Linked DNA regions of Mus musculus: region 1 is linked to region 2. A link is a contact called in public HiChIP or PLAC-seq data. All regions are on one chromosome and are shown on one strand. The core of a region is the stretch at or near the end of the contact, and the rest is flanking DNA. Distances in the headings are between cores, read along the strand shown. Region 1 holds the start of Banf2os (a long non-coding RNA gene). Region 2 overlaps Banf2os (a long non-coding RNA gene).

The links. HiChIP or PLAC-seq counts read pairs in DNA pulled down with a chosen protein or histone mark.
Region 1: a contact with region 2 is called in an H3K27ac HiChIP or PLAC-seq map of extraembryonic endoderm stem cells, with 2.3 times the contacts expected there. The contact joins the promoter of Banf2os here to the enhancer-like site in region 2. A contact is called at or near these places in 10 of 484 Hi-C or Micro-C datasets (the AtT-20 cell line, B cells, the HL-1 cell line and 5 more) and 4 of 115 datasets of contacts at active chromatin or transcription factors (embryonic stem cells, extraembryonic endoderm stem cells, microglia and 1 more).

Annotation. Positions count from the first base shown.
Region 1 is chr2:144,206,306-144,213,057 of GRCm38.p6, reverse strand. Banf2os (a long non-coding RNA gene) reads left to right here and starts at 5,198. Exons shown (of 3, transcript XR_003953916.1): 1 at 5,198-6,752.
Region 2 is chr2:144,084,947-144,092,138 of GRCm38.p6, reverse strand. All of the region lies in intron 2 of Banf2os (a long non-coding RNA gene), which reads left to right. Among named protein-coding and RNA genes, the nearest start is that of Banf2, 55 kb to the right of the region's middle. Within about 2 kb of position 5,683, at least 61 of the 459 cell types and tissues checked have an H3K27ac peak or open chromatin away from gene starts, as enhancers often do. A contact at or near this core is called in embryonic stem cells, extraembryonic endoderm stem cells, granulosa cells and 3 more, where this site is marked.

The sequences.
Region 1 (6,752 bases), core at 3,949-6,448, 120 kb before region 2:
ACCATCTGTCATGGGATCTGATGCCCTCTTCTGGCATGCAGATATACATGCAGACTGAGTATTCATCTACACAAATAAATGTTAAAAAATCGTAAAAAACAAAAACCAACACACACACACACACACACACACACACACACACACACACACACACACAAACCCAAAAACAAAACAAAAACCCAAAGACTTATTTCTTTGTTTATGTGGATGGTGTTTTGCCTGCATGTGTTAATGTGTACCACATGAGCACCCTGGACCCATGGAGGTCAGAAGAGGGCATTGGATTCCCTGGACCTGGAGTTACAAGCATTTGTGAGCTGTCATGTGGATGCTGGGAACTGAACCTGGGTCCTCTGCAAGAGCAACAAGTGCTCTTACCCACCGTGCAGTGGCCCCGACCTCTAGATTAGGCAATTTTAAATAAGAGAACTTTATTTCCCATAGCCTGGAGGCTAGGGAATCCTGAGTCTCAGCCTCTGATGCCTCGTGAGGGCTTTCTCGGTGTCTTCTGGGAGGAGGGTCCCTGTGTCCTGCTGAGGCAGTCAGAAGGGCAAGCTGGGTAAGTATTGCTGCATGAGTTTCTTAGAAGGGCTTTGAACCTGCCCACGGGGAAACCTTCAAGACTACCCACCTCTTCCTCAAGTTGGGATTTCTCTGTGTAACATAACAGCCTTGGGTGTCCTGGAACTCTTTTTATAGACCAGGCTAGCCTCAAACTCAGCGATCCTCCTGCCTCTGTCTTTTGAGTGCTGGGACTTAAAGGCATGTGCCATCACACCCGGTTGAGTCCCCACCTTTTTTTAAAAATATTCATTTTATTTATTCACTTTACATCCCTATCTCAGCCCTCCCTCCTCTCCTCCCAATCCCACCCTCACAAACCCCTCCTTCCATTACCCCTCCCCTTCTCCTTAGAGAAGGAGAAGCCACTCATGGCTGCCACCACACCCTGGGACATCTCAGCAGGGCTGAGTGCATCCTCTCCCACTGAAGCCAGACAGGGCAGCCCAGGTACGGGAAGGGGATCTAAAGGCAGGCAACAGAGTCAGAGACAGTCCCTGTTCCAATTGGTAGGAAGACCCAGCTTCACATCTGCGGCAAATGTGTGTAGGGGGCCTGAGTCCAGCCCATGCATCTTTGGTTGGTAGTTTAGTCTCTATGAGGCTCCAGGGCCCCAGGTTTGTTGACTCTGTAAGGTCTTCTTGCCATCTCCTTGACCTCTCCAGCTCCCTCCCCCACTCTTCCACAAGACTCCCTGAGCTCTGCTGCTGAATGTTTGGCTGCGGGTTTCTGCATCTGTTTGGAATCCGTACCTCTTCGTCACACTGGCCTCACTTGAAATGTGGAGAAAATGTATTTAAACCACAGCAACCTAGAAGTGGGACTGTTAGAGTATATATAGTATTATCTTAAAAAATGTTCAGCAACTTCTATCACTGTTGTCTGGAGTGACTATAGCATTTTATTGAGACAATTTTGAGATGTATTCTGCACTCTTCCCGCCCCCAGGAGGTCCCTCCTGATATCTTAGTCAGATCATGAACCCTTCTCTCCCTGGCTTGCATCTCTACCCTGCATCCTGTTTACTTCATGGACTTGCCACCCAAATTTACTACAAGCATCAAGTTTTCATCATGGTCTCTTCTGTTGGGGACTCAAGTCAAGGCCTGCCGCTTGCTTCAGGTTATGGAGTTCCTAAGTGGCTATTCTGAGCATCTATTGCTGTGTAATGAACTGCCACACAATCTGGTAGCTTCAGATGTCCTCATTTATCACCCTGCTTCTGTAGGTTGACTGGGTTTGACTGGGTGATGGGTTTTTTGTTGCGGGGTGGGTGGGGGGCATCCAACATGGGTATAGGTAGATTGTCTGGAGATAGAGGCATCTGTAGGCTCTACTGAACTGGTTGCCCAGAACAGCCAGGAGTTCAAGGTCGACAGGCAGGACAAGAGCCTGCTAAAGGATTCTTTTGGAATAGCACGGGGTTACCTCTACCACATTCTTGTAAAAGCAGTACTTTCAGGCTCTCTCAGCAGGAGACATGGAGAGATGAATCATGTAATGGTTTGAATATGAGAGGGCACCTTAAGCTCTTGTTCCTAGATAGTGGTCACAAATTCAAGATGCGGGGCCTAGCTGGAGGAGCTGGCTGATGAGGGCAGGTCCTACGAGCATATCTTGTCCTTAACCCCCTCCTATCTGTGTGTCTCTGTGCTGACTGATTGGCCTCTGTGAGCAGCTTTGCTCCTCAGAGTGCCCTACTTCACTACTGGCCCACAGCGATGGAGCAAGCTGGCCCTGGACTGACAGCAGGAGCCAAAGACTGTGCGGGAGAAGAACATCTGGACATCTGGATAGGACAGGTTTTTTTTGGGGGGGATGGGGGGCTCAGGGCCAGGATGCGAAACCTGGTCAGTATGTTTTGAGAAATCCTAATTGTAACCTCCAGTTTTCCTCTACCGAAGACAAATAAAGAAGACTGGTCGTTTCTGGAGGATTGGAGGATGACCTGAAGATAGTGAAAAACAAGGCTGGTTTACTAGGATCCAGTAGTGTTTAAGTCCAGACTGATGTGACCTCAAGTGATTGACAACCTTGATAGGGACTTGGAAAGCTCAGAGCAGCATCACTTAGTATGTTTGGGATCATTAGCAACAACCCAGAGGGGCTGGCGAGGTGGCCCAGCAGTAAAGGTGCTTGCCTTTGCCACCCCGGTCGACGGTTTGATCACTGGCAGGTACTGTGGAAGGAGAGGACTGATTCTCCAAAGCAGTCCTCTGACTTCCTTATGTGTGTTGTCAGGGCTAGCCTGGGCAACTCAGTGATTCCCTGTCTTGAAAGAAAAGGCAAAGTGAGGGTTTTGTGTGTGTGTGTGTGTCAGAGATAAGGGTCCTTGCCTAGCACAAGTGGGATTCCAGGGTCAATCTCCAGTATTGAAAACGAAAATAGTCTCTGGAGATACATCGGAGGATTGTGAGTTCAAAATGTATTCTAGATTACAAGATAGGCTGAAGATGCCAGTTAAAAGTGTCCTTGTAGGAGAGAGTCATGGAAACATACCTCATACGGGAGACAATGTGACAGGGCAGAGAGATTTGAAGGTACTACCCTTGGAGAGATGTGGCCACAAGCCAGGGAAAGCCAGAGACCACCAGAAGCAGCAAAGATTCTCCCTGGACAGACAGACTTTGGTCCCAGTACACTGATTTCACCTTCTTGGCCTCTATACCTGGGTTTGAAAATAAACGTGTGTGGCTTCAAGACTCCAACTTTGTGGCAACTTACAATAGTTCTCACCAGCAGAGATAAATCCACTTCAGACAGTGCTGGAGAACGGGTTGTAAAGTTAGTCTGGCAGACATTTAAACAAAGACTTAGCAAAATCCCCAAGTGCAACCATGAGTCTAGAGGACTCATGACAGATTGCACAAGTGTCATGAAGTGTTTGACATTAGGGAGTCTGTGTCAAGAGTTCAAGGAGTCTCTTGGGTGTTATGAGAAGCACTGGAGGGCTCAAGAGTTACCTCTGCAAAGACCCAAGGCTCAGTGACCTTTCAAGATGAAGATGGTTGAGAACCACCCCTCCCCCTATGACCTTAGCGATACAGCCTTGGAGGGACAAGAGGACACAATGGTGTTTGGATAGGTTGGCCTTTAAGGATGATGACTGTAAAATAAAACCATCAAGGAAGTTGGATTTTAAGGAGACATGACTTGTCATTTGAGGGTCTGGCCGGTCAGTACTTGGTGTGAAGTGGAACTCGGATATGGACTCAGAGCTGCAGGGTTTTTTTTTTTGTAAGAGGAACAGAATTTAGTGTTTGGTGGGAAGGCAATATCTGGGGAGGAATGGGCCTCAGGTACTCCAATTTGGCCAGAGCTGGCCTGCTTTGTTTAATTTTTTTAACAGCCTCTCTGGTTGTTAAATGAGTGACAGAAGAAAGGAAGATGAAGATGTCAGAACAATGCAGGGAGGTGCTGGGGGAGCAAGTGTGTAGGCACATGCCTCTCTATGTCCACTCTCTGTGAGCAGGGGCATCGCTGGGTCTTATTTCCAGAATATTAACCATATAATGTCATAAAACAAAGCATGCTGGGAAAGGGACCCAGGCCCTAAAGCAGATCAATTAGTTCTAATCACAGTCATCTATTTTGTTTGGGTGCCGCATGGGATGTATGCGGAGGTTGGAGGACAGCTTGCCAGCGTCAGATTTCTTCTTCCGTCAGTGGTTCATCCGGATTGGACCCAGATTGTCTCCCAAACTCCAGGAAATGTTGTTTAGGGTTTCTTAGCTTCTGCTGGTCAGGAACCTGGAATTAGTTTGTTTCAGTCCTGGCTCGGAGCTTGTGGACTGCAGGATGTAACCCTGTTCCCTACCACCTGCTCCACTCCCACCCCTTCCCACTCCCCCATCCAAGGCTCCACTGAGGTCATAGGATCATTTTCCAAAATGGCTCCTTCCACAGATGGTGAAGCCATGCTGACTGTGGGCAGGAAGTCTCCACTTTTCACTCTTAGACCTGTCTACGGAATGGTTGCCAACTCTCTCAAGAGAGTGATCCCAGAGACTGAGGCAGAAGCCACGGTGTCTTTTATGAGCAGGACCCTTTCTGCCGTTCCTACAACAGATTATACAGGCAAGCTCCATTCAGCATAGGAGGGAACGACCATGGGTCCCACTTCCAGGAGGTATGGTGTACCCCTGAAGGCTGGCAGTCTGCAGAGCAGCGGAAACGGGCTGTCACGTGGCTCGAGGATCGGGATGAACAGGAGCTGGCTGTACTGACTGACTGAAATCTGCTCCGGCCAGGTAGGCCAAGTTCTGTCTCCAGTTAAGGGGTGGAGCGAGCCTGTCTTTCCTCCACGATGCCCATGTAGCTTCTGCCCACTCTGGCAGGGAATGGAGGCCTCCTTTGGGCACTGCTGGATCCTGTTACACTGTCACCGAGAAAGACAAGAACTGTGGGGCTTGTGGCAGGAGACAATGGCCTCCATTGAGGAATTATGACGCAAAGGAACCAGCAAGCCCACAGCCACCATTCAGGAAACAATAGGTGTTTCAAGAGGACCCAGGGGATGCTCCCAGGAGAGGCAAAGATGCACATCACCAGGCCTGGCATTCCCTCCCCTCTCTCAGGTCTCCGACACTGTGCCAAGAGAAAAATCTCTCCTGGATCTGTCTGCAAAGGTCAGTTGTTAACAAAAATCTTAGAAATCTGGCTTCTCACCTTCATGCAGTCTGCCCTTGCTCGGTACGGGATGGTGCTTTTCTGATTCATTTCCCAAGTCTATTAAAGGCAGCACCTATGTGCTGGCACCAGGGGTATGTGGGGCAAAGTATGCAGAAAGATTTGAGGGTGCCTGTGATAGCTTTGTTTATTTCCACAGCTCCTGCCTTGACATCTCATGTCCAGCAGAGTACTGGGTGATGCCATATCTTAGGAACTTTATGTGAATCCAGCTGTTTGTCTGTCAGCCCCACCCCCCAGGATGGGTGGGGTGTTCTTTGTTCTTGGGCTTGAGCAGAGCTCCCAGCTGTACCCAGGGTCTGGCTGTATTGTTGCCTTATGTTGGTATGAGTGAAGATACAATTCTGCAATCATGTGTGACAGTCAGAACAGAGGGGGGGGGGAGGAAGCGCCCTTCTTGGAACCTTAGCTGGAAGCCACTTGCCAAGGTCTTTGCCTCTCAGGTTAGGTAGACCTGGGGATTCCTGATGGCAATATGGAGAAATGGCCTTTCTGGGAAGGCTTCTGTTGATCTGGGGCTCAAGGATCAGTTGCTCTAGAAGGCCACCTGGAGTGCCACCTGGAGATTCTGTGATGTCAGCTGTCCAGGTGAGCACAGGCAGCTATTCTGATCTGAGCTTAGCCACTTACGTAGGGAGTGACCTTTGCAAGGCAGCATGCGAGTCTTTGTGCAAGGGCTGGCTGGCATTTCTGTGGATGTATCCCCTCCCAGCTATCCTTTTGGGGAAACCTCCTGCTTTCTTCCCTCCTTTATATGCAGTCAGTGAGGACATTGCAGGACTGGGGGTGGAGCTGCAAGAAACACACAAACTGCCACTGTGCTCCATACCTTTATCTACTTGAATGTATGAGGCCAGAAACAGCAATGTGTCAGTGGACAAAAAGAACCCCATAATTAAAATCAAATTCTAATTGCTGGGTAAACTTTGCCTTTTGAAGGGAAATAGTTGATGATATTTGTAAAAGAATAATAAACCTGGAAAAATTGCTAGTCCCTGGCTCTACTCACCCGGTGATGTCTAATTGGAATGTGGACTCCCAGTGCATCTGTACTGGAGATGTCCCATTTGCACCTGGGCTTTGCCTGGTGCCTCATCTACTCAGCTTAGTGTCTTGGGATGCTGGATCCTAAAGCCTGCATCAGGGGTTCCTAGGATGTTGTTCTAGGTCCTCAAGATGTACCTAGAGGACAGGGAGAGAGAGTCAGGGTGTCTCCCTCCCCATAACCTTTTCCTTTTTGAGCCCCTGTCGTTTGGGTGCATCTCCTGCCCAAAGCCACATTTTCTGGCTGGGACCCTCTCTGTGGTGTCTTTTCTGAGTTCCTGTAATTGTTCCCTCACCTTTGGGAGGGTCCCCTACTGATGCTGGCCATAGGATGAGCTTTATATCGTCTTATAAACTGACCTGCATCTTTGTATATGGTCTCTATTAAACTCTTCTCAATTTGCCCAGGTGAGTGTGCTGTTTGCATTCCTCGTGCTGGTCCACTTGATATTCAAAGT
Region 2 (7,192 bases), core at 4,434-6,933:
TTTGCTGCCCTGGCTCCTTCTGGGCAGCCCCCTAATCTTTGCTGCCTAAGAGGCTTCTGGGCAGCCCTTCCAGGAACCACATTCCTTCTCACCTACATTTCAGATGATTTTTCTTCTGCGGCTCTAAATCTAATCTGTCTCCCTCCAAATCCTGGTGATTCTCCTCTCCTTCCTTTTGCCCAGTTCCTAGGCCATGCAAATCTCCAAGACCCATGTCAGTCTACCTGCCCAGCAATTGGCTGTTGGCTCTTTATTGGTTGATCAAAAACCAATTGGGGACAAGGACTTTCAGCATTTGGACACTCAGATTCTAGATTTTGGGAGCCAGATTAATTCAAAGTATTAGAACCGATCCTCAACATTCTCCTCTTCCTCTTCCTCTTCTTTAAATTGTTTACTTGTGTGTGTGTGTGTGCGCGCGCGCGCGCGAGAGAGAGAGAGAGAGAGAGAGAGAGAGAGAGAGAGAGAGAGAGAAAGAGAGAGCGTGTAGGTGGTTTAGGTGTCTTAGGAGGTCAGAGGAAGGTAAGCTCCCCTAAAACTGGAGTTGTATGTGAATGTGAGCTGTTACACATCGATGCTGGAAACCAAACTTAAGTCCTTTGAAAGAGCAGCATGTGCCCTTAACTGCCAGGCCATCTTGAACAAATTTTTGAGATGTGTGGGGTAGCAGGAATCAAGGAAGGAGCAGGTTTGGAAGGAAGGGAGGGAGTTCAACTTCAACTAAGGCCCTTGTGGCTTGGAAATGGGGTGTGTGTGTGCCCGTGTGTGTGTGTGTGTGTGTGTGTGTGTGCCCGTGTGTGTGTGTGTGTGTGCCCATGTGCGTGCATGTGCACATGCAAAAACAGCAAAAAGTTTTAGAGCTATCTTGCATGATTTTTTTTTAAACAGGGGATGTTATTCTACAGTTATACTAAAATGAAAACTTTGACCAAAGAGATGGTCCAGATTCTGTGTGACAGATAATCTGCTCAGCATTGATCTTGAATAACACATATGTAAGGAGAACTCCCTATAACCTAGCCAATGCTGGGGACTGAACTGCCACCAGAGGCAGACTTTACAGTCCCCAGCAAGCTTGCTTCTTTATAAAGTAAGCAAACACTCAAACAAGTGCAAGGCTCCACAGAGAAATAGAACAGAATCCAGAGCCCCCATGGAAGAGTACCCACAATGCCTAACGTACCATTTAAAATGACCAACATAAGGAAACCTAGGTGCTCTGCTTGGTTCTCGACTCTACTTCACACACTCAATACATTCACAAGAGCCGACTGTTCCATCTCCTCCAGCTTGACTTTTCCACAAAGCCCTTCTCCTAACCTATCATCTTGGACCTGAGGCTCCTCACTGGTATCCATCCCCACTTCTCCCTGACTCTCCCTGACTTATTCCTTACAGCGCAGCTTTTCCTTGTCACTTGCCTCCTTGGCATGGTCCACAAACCCTGAGCTGCCTGCCTCTAGGGCCCGGTCTCCTGTCCATGGCCCTTCCCATCACCACTCCACTCTCACCAGCCTCCCTCTGCCCCTTCAGCATCCTTGCCTTCTTGTACCAGCCCGTTTGCTTGATGCTTACAGTTCAGCTCTCAGCTCAAGTATCACCTTCTTCTCAGATAACTTCCTCCCAGCCACACCATCTCCCCTTAGCTCAGCAGTCACTATCGATTTCCTTGGTCTTAGTTTTCCTAAAGCATTGAGTCACTTCTTGAGTAAAAAGTCAGCAACAAGTCTCAACAAATGGGTTTTGCTTTGTTTCTTTGCGAGAATGAATGAATGATCCTCTGTTAGGATATCGAAATGTAATTGGTCTCAGATAGCAGCCACTAAGGGTCAATTCCAGGGAATCCCTGTTATATGTCAGACCTCAGTCTATTTTCTTTCCACGTAGTAGAGGGTCCTTCCCATTGTCTGTCCTACTCCCTCCTTCCTTCCTTTCTTCCATTCTTCCTTTCTTTCTTCCTTTCTTTCTTCCTTTCTTTCTTTCTTTCTTCCTTTCTTTCTTTCTTTCTTTCTTTCTTTCTTTCTTTCTTTCCTTCCTTCCTCCCTCCCTCCCTCCCTCCCTCCTTCCCTCCTTCCTTCCTTTCTTTCTTTCTTTCTTTCTTTCTTTCTTTCTTTCTTTCTTTCTTTCTTTCTTTCTTTCCTTCCTTCCTCCCTCCCTCCCTCCCTCCTTCCCTCCTTCCTTCCTTCCTTTCTTTCTTTCTTTCTTTCTTTCTTTCTTTCTTTCTTTCTTTCTTTCTTTCCTTCCTTCCTCCCTCCCTCCCTCCCTCCTTCCCTCCTTCCTTCCTTTCTTTCTTTCTTTCTTTCTTTCTTTCTTTCTTTCTTTCTTTCTTTCTTTACTTTATATCCTGATCACAGCCCTCCTCCTCCTCCCAGTTCTTCCCTCACACAACCCCTCCTCCATGCCCCCTCCCCTTCCTCCCGGCTTCTTGAACTTTGGCCTGTAGGAACAAACAAGTGACTGGGGTCAGGAGTCACTGTGTTGAATTTTCTACCCCACCCTTCACCCTAATCTCTGTTCCAGGCCTTTGTGGAAGCTGCTGGGCAAGAAAAGTGATGACAAATGTAGTAGCCTCTCTCTGAGTTCCCCAAGCCACAGCACTGGACAGAGTGCAGCATCAGTTTATGGATCTTAGCAATTGGACCACATTGATTATCAGTGGACACATGCCACTTAAACCAGTATGTGTGGAGTGGGAAGCTGAAAGATCCCGCCTACACCGAATCTCTCAGGAGGGTTTCAAACTATCCTACGACCCTAAGGGAGCCTGCAGTCAGGTGAAGTGTGAACACACCCTATGAATACTTGTAAGCCGGAGTGTATGGTAAGAGAAGGAGAGACCTGTTCTCTCACACTACAGCTGAGTGGAGGAAGGTGTGGGCACCCAATCACACACACTCTTACATACTCATGATCGATGCAGAGAGAGGTGGCTCAGTGGGTACAACACTGCCTGTCAATCGTGAGGACCAGAGTTGAGAGTCCTGGAACCTACCTGAAACCTGGACTTGTGTGCTGGTGGCAGCCTGTGATCTCCAAACTGGGGAGGATGAGACAAGAGGATCCCTAGAGCAAGCTGGCTAGCTAGACTAGCTAGCTGCAATGGGCAAGCTCTGGGTTCACAGAGATCCTGCCTCCTCTGAAGTCAAGTGGAGATGGAGTCAAGAGGACACCTGACATCAATTTGGGCTTCTATACAGCTGGTCGCATATGTGTGCTTATGTGAACCTGTACATATACACATATGTACCCACACAGGTATGAACACGCATGCACACGTGCATCAAAATGATACACACATAAACGAATACTCAGGACATTTGCGGCACTTCAGGCCAGACCAAGAGAGCCTTGAGATTAGAAGCTGTCAAGATCCCCCTATGAGACTACTGTGGCCTTGAAAACCCCTGACTCTGGTTCCTGCCCTCTTAATCCTGTAGGATATGTGACCACAGAGTTGTGGCTGGTGGAGGATCATTTGCCTGGAGCCTTCTCCAGGACCATCATAAGCCATGTTGTTCTGTGTATGGAACTTCACGTGCCCACAGCTAGCCTGTCCACACCCTTCCTGGAGTCCTCTCCTCCCTTTGCAACCCCCCTTTTCTGGATTCCTCGATGTACCTCTTAAAACAACAACAACAACAACAGTCACCCACACGTGCCACTAGAGGTCTGTCTGGCTTGAGGGGAGCTCGTGCCACAGAACTGGGAAGCAGCTGGTATCATGTATCAGGGAGAGGACTGTGGTCAACTGGGCACCCACATGCCTGAAAAAGGTAGCAGCTGCCACTCAGCTTCCAGCTGCTGGTTGCCATGGTGCCCTCTCCTTCATTTTTTTTCAAGAATTGCTAGAGAGCTAGATTTTCACACCACGTCGTCTCCCAACTTCAGAATGCTGTAACAAATGAAAGGGAAGGAGGAGGAAGGGGAGGGGGAGAGGAAGGAGGAAGATGAGGAGGAAAAGGAGAAGGAGGTGGAAGAGAAGGGGGAGGAAACTGTTCAGGTTACAGAAGCATGCCAGAGGCTGTAATCTTACAGACTACACATTAGCCACTCACAGTGAGTTAAAGCCAGTGGAGAGTGGAGGGTGGAGGGAGCTGTCTGCAAGGTGTGACCCTTAAGTGGCACTTTGAGAGGTGATAACCAGGAGATGGGGGGGGGGTAACGGAAAGGATTGCCGGAAAAGGACGGGAAACTGGCCAGGGCGTGGAAAATAAGGACAGAGTTTGGAGTTTTGGGGCTGGGCTCACCAAGGAGGATGGTGACATCAGATCTCTTGTTCTCTGGCAAGCGCACCTCTCCAACCCTTACTGTCATGGCTTCCCTGATTTCTGGGTTCTGGGAAGCCCCTCTCCAGGCCCTGTCTTCAGATCCCCATTATAACCCCAGCATGAGCTGTCTGTGTCATGCCTTACATGCCAAGAGTTTTAAAACGAAGACATGATCCTTAGTGTAAATGAAAACTGAGACGTACGCTACTATGTGTCTCCCAGAATGACTTGAAACTGGAAAGCCCAGGCTAGAGAGAATCAGCGAAGACACAGACATGCAAGGAGCTCAGACATGGCTGTCCAGAGGCTGACCACGTTGGGAATCTGTCTGGCTAGCTAAGTAAAGCCGAGAACATATGGGTCCTGTCACCCAGCAACCATACTCCAAGGACACCCAAGGGAGCTGGGTAGACCAAGAGACACAAAAGAATGCCCTGTCCAGACAGCCATTGTAATGACCAATAAGTAAGTTAACCTATTCCTGAAGTGGAATACGGCCCAGCCACAAAAAGCCAAAACCAACCAAACAAAACCCGGAACTGTTGCTACTGCAATAACATGCCTCACACTGAGAGAAGCCAGACACGGGAGAACACATGAGCCCCAAGTTCAAGAGCAGTCTAGCCCAGTCTCAGCTGCTGCGTGTCAGCATAGTGTGGGAAGCAGACTCTGAGAGGGGTCTATGAGGACGTGGGTGGCCAGGGGTAGTCTGTTGATCTAAACAGAGCTTACCTGGATGTGTCGCCCCTAGACTGATACCCCGGGGAGTGATTGCTTCTGGAAACTCATCGAACTACTGAGGAGTCCTGTGCTTTCTGTGTGAACATTAGAATTTTTTTTTTTTGGTCTCGTTTTGTTTATAAAGACCATATTGCATAGCTTAGCCACCACATACACATCTTCAGAGAAGATTTAGAGAACACATTTGGGCTCTAACAGCCATTTCCCCCCAAAAGAATTCCAGGATATTCCAGTCAGAAGTTAGGAGGCTGAATCTCTGAGGCCAATCTCGGTGGGAACCATATTTTATAGACCTTATGGGGGAGGGCAAGGCACTGGCTGTGCGGGGTAGGGCAGGGGTGTGCGGGCTGCGGGTGGGAGCGGGGCGTGGACCCGGTGAGGGAGGAATGCAGTGTGAGTTTGTGATTCAGATGAGCGCTGAGCTTGTTTTTTTTTTTTTTTTTTTTTTTTTGGTGCAGATTTGACCCTGAGACCATTCATTGTGGGACTTTGTTCATCGACTTGTGGGCACTTTAAAAACATGACCATATTGGGCTTGGGAATTTGCTCCTCAGCTACAGTAGAAAGTCCAGGGGCTTGGGCGGAAGTGTGGTACAATGGGGAGGCTCCACAGGGACTCCCTGCGGTGCCTGGCTGGGCCAGGGAAGGGATTTCCCTGCGTCTGCTGAGACCTGCCTTTCCGGTCCCCAGGCCTGTGTTTGCAGCACAGCCTCTTCCAGAGGCTACTGCCTTCCAAGGACTGTGGGCAGCCGTCCTTGTCCACAAGGCCAGGGGAGCCAGCACGGGGAGGTCCCAGGGAGACGGATGCCCTGGTGGGTTCCCCTCCCCGAGAACCCAGGAAGCATCTGCACCCCTTCCAGAAGCCGACCTTTGTTCTCCCGGGTCACAGACTGGCTTATCTGGCAGGGTTTGCCTAGTCCAAGTTTCATTAAGGAGCAGGACAAACAACTCCAAAGGAAGCTGCCTCCCAGTTTACTTCAGAGTCAGGAAAAAAAGAGAACTGATGGGGAGCTGGTAGGAGACGCTCACAGTGGCTGTGGGTGGCAGGGTGGGCTCCAATTTTCTAAGAGTAGCATTTAGTGCCCGCAGTGGATTTGATTCAACGCTTACTTCTTGTGTGCCTACTCATGCCAGGCACGGGGCCAGGCTCTACTGATTAATTGTAGTGGACCAGAATAATAAAAATAAGTGAATGGTGTGGTTGATTGGAAGGTGATAAATGCTAAGGAGAAAAAAGTAACAGCGCAGCTGCCAAGGAAGGAGATGAGACTGGAGGGCCTGTTTTTAATGTAAGGACCATGGCAGAGGTGAGTAAGCAGGTAAAGTTAAAAGGGAAGGGACGGGTCAGGGGACAGGGGACAGGGGAGCAGCCTGTGAGGATGCCCAGCAGGCTCAGTACCAACAGTGGGTCTGCTGAGTTGGGGACAGGGAGGCCCAGTTTGCGCTGGAACAGAGTTGGTGTGGCAGCCCGCTAATAAATTAGGCTTTTCTGTGGTGAGTGGCACGGGTTAGAACTTTCCGGAGAAAAGAAAATAGCAGAGTCAAAAGTTTTAAATCTCAAACTCTCTGTCTTCATAAAATACACTCGAGTCAGTTTCTAGGCACCTTCCCGAAGGAAGAACAGGACAGGCGACTGAAATAAACATTAAAAGCTGCTTGCCAAAGCTTTGCTCATAATGGCAACCCCCGCCCCAGTACCTCTCAGTAAGCGCGGGAGGTTCAAGTGAACATGGGGTGCACACACTGTGCTGTTGTACAGTCGGCTCCCGATGTCCGAGGGCTGGGGGTGCATAGGTTCCCACAGCCACGCGTTGTTGGCCAGACTGCGTCTGCACAGAGCATGGGCAACTTTACGCCACTGACCGACTTCTTTAGGGGCCGGTACAGGGGCAGGGCACTGTCCTGACATTGCTGTTCCATCTGGAGAGGCTCTAATGTGCACAGGAGGGGCACATCAGTGTGCGCAAATACTAAACCAACTCACAAAGGGCCCCGAGAGCTCAGGCTCCGTCCATAGAGAGGCGACCAAGATACAAATGTACAGAACTGTTCAAACTGCCCTTTCCCTCTGCGCCCTTTTCTACTGAGGCATTTACCCTACAGCCCGGTGCATGCGGGGCAAGACCCCACGCTGTATAATTAACCACTTCTTCGCGGTTTATTTCTTTTAATATATTTATTAT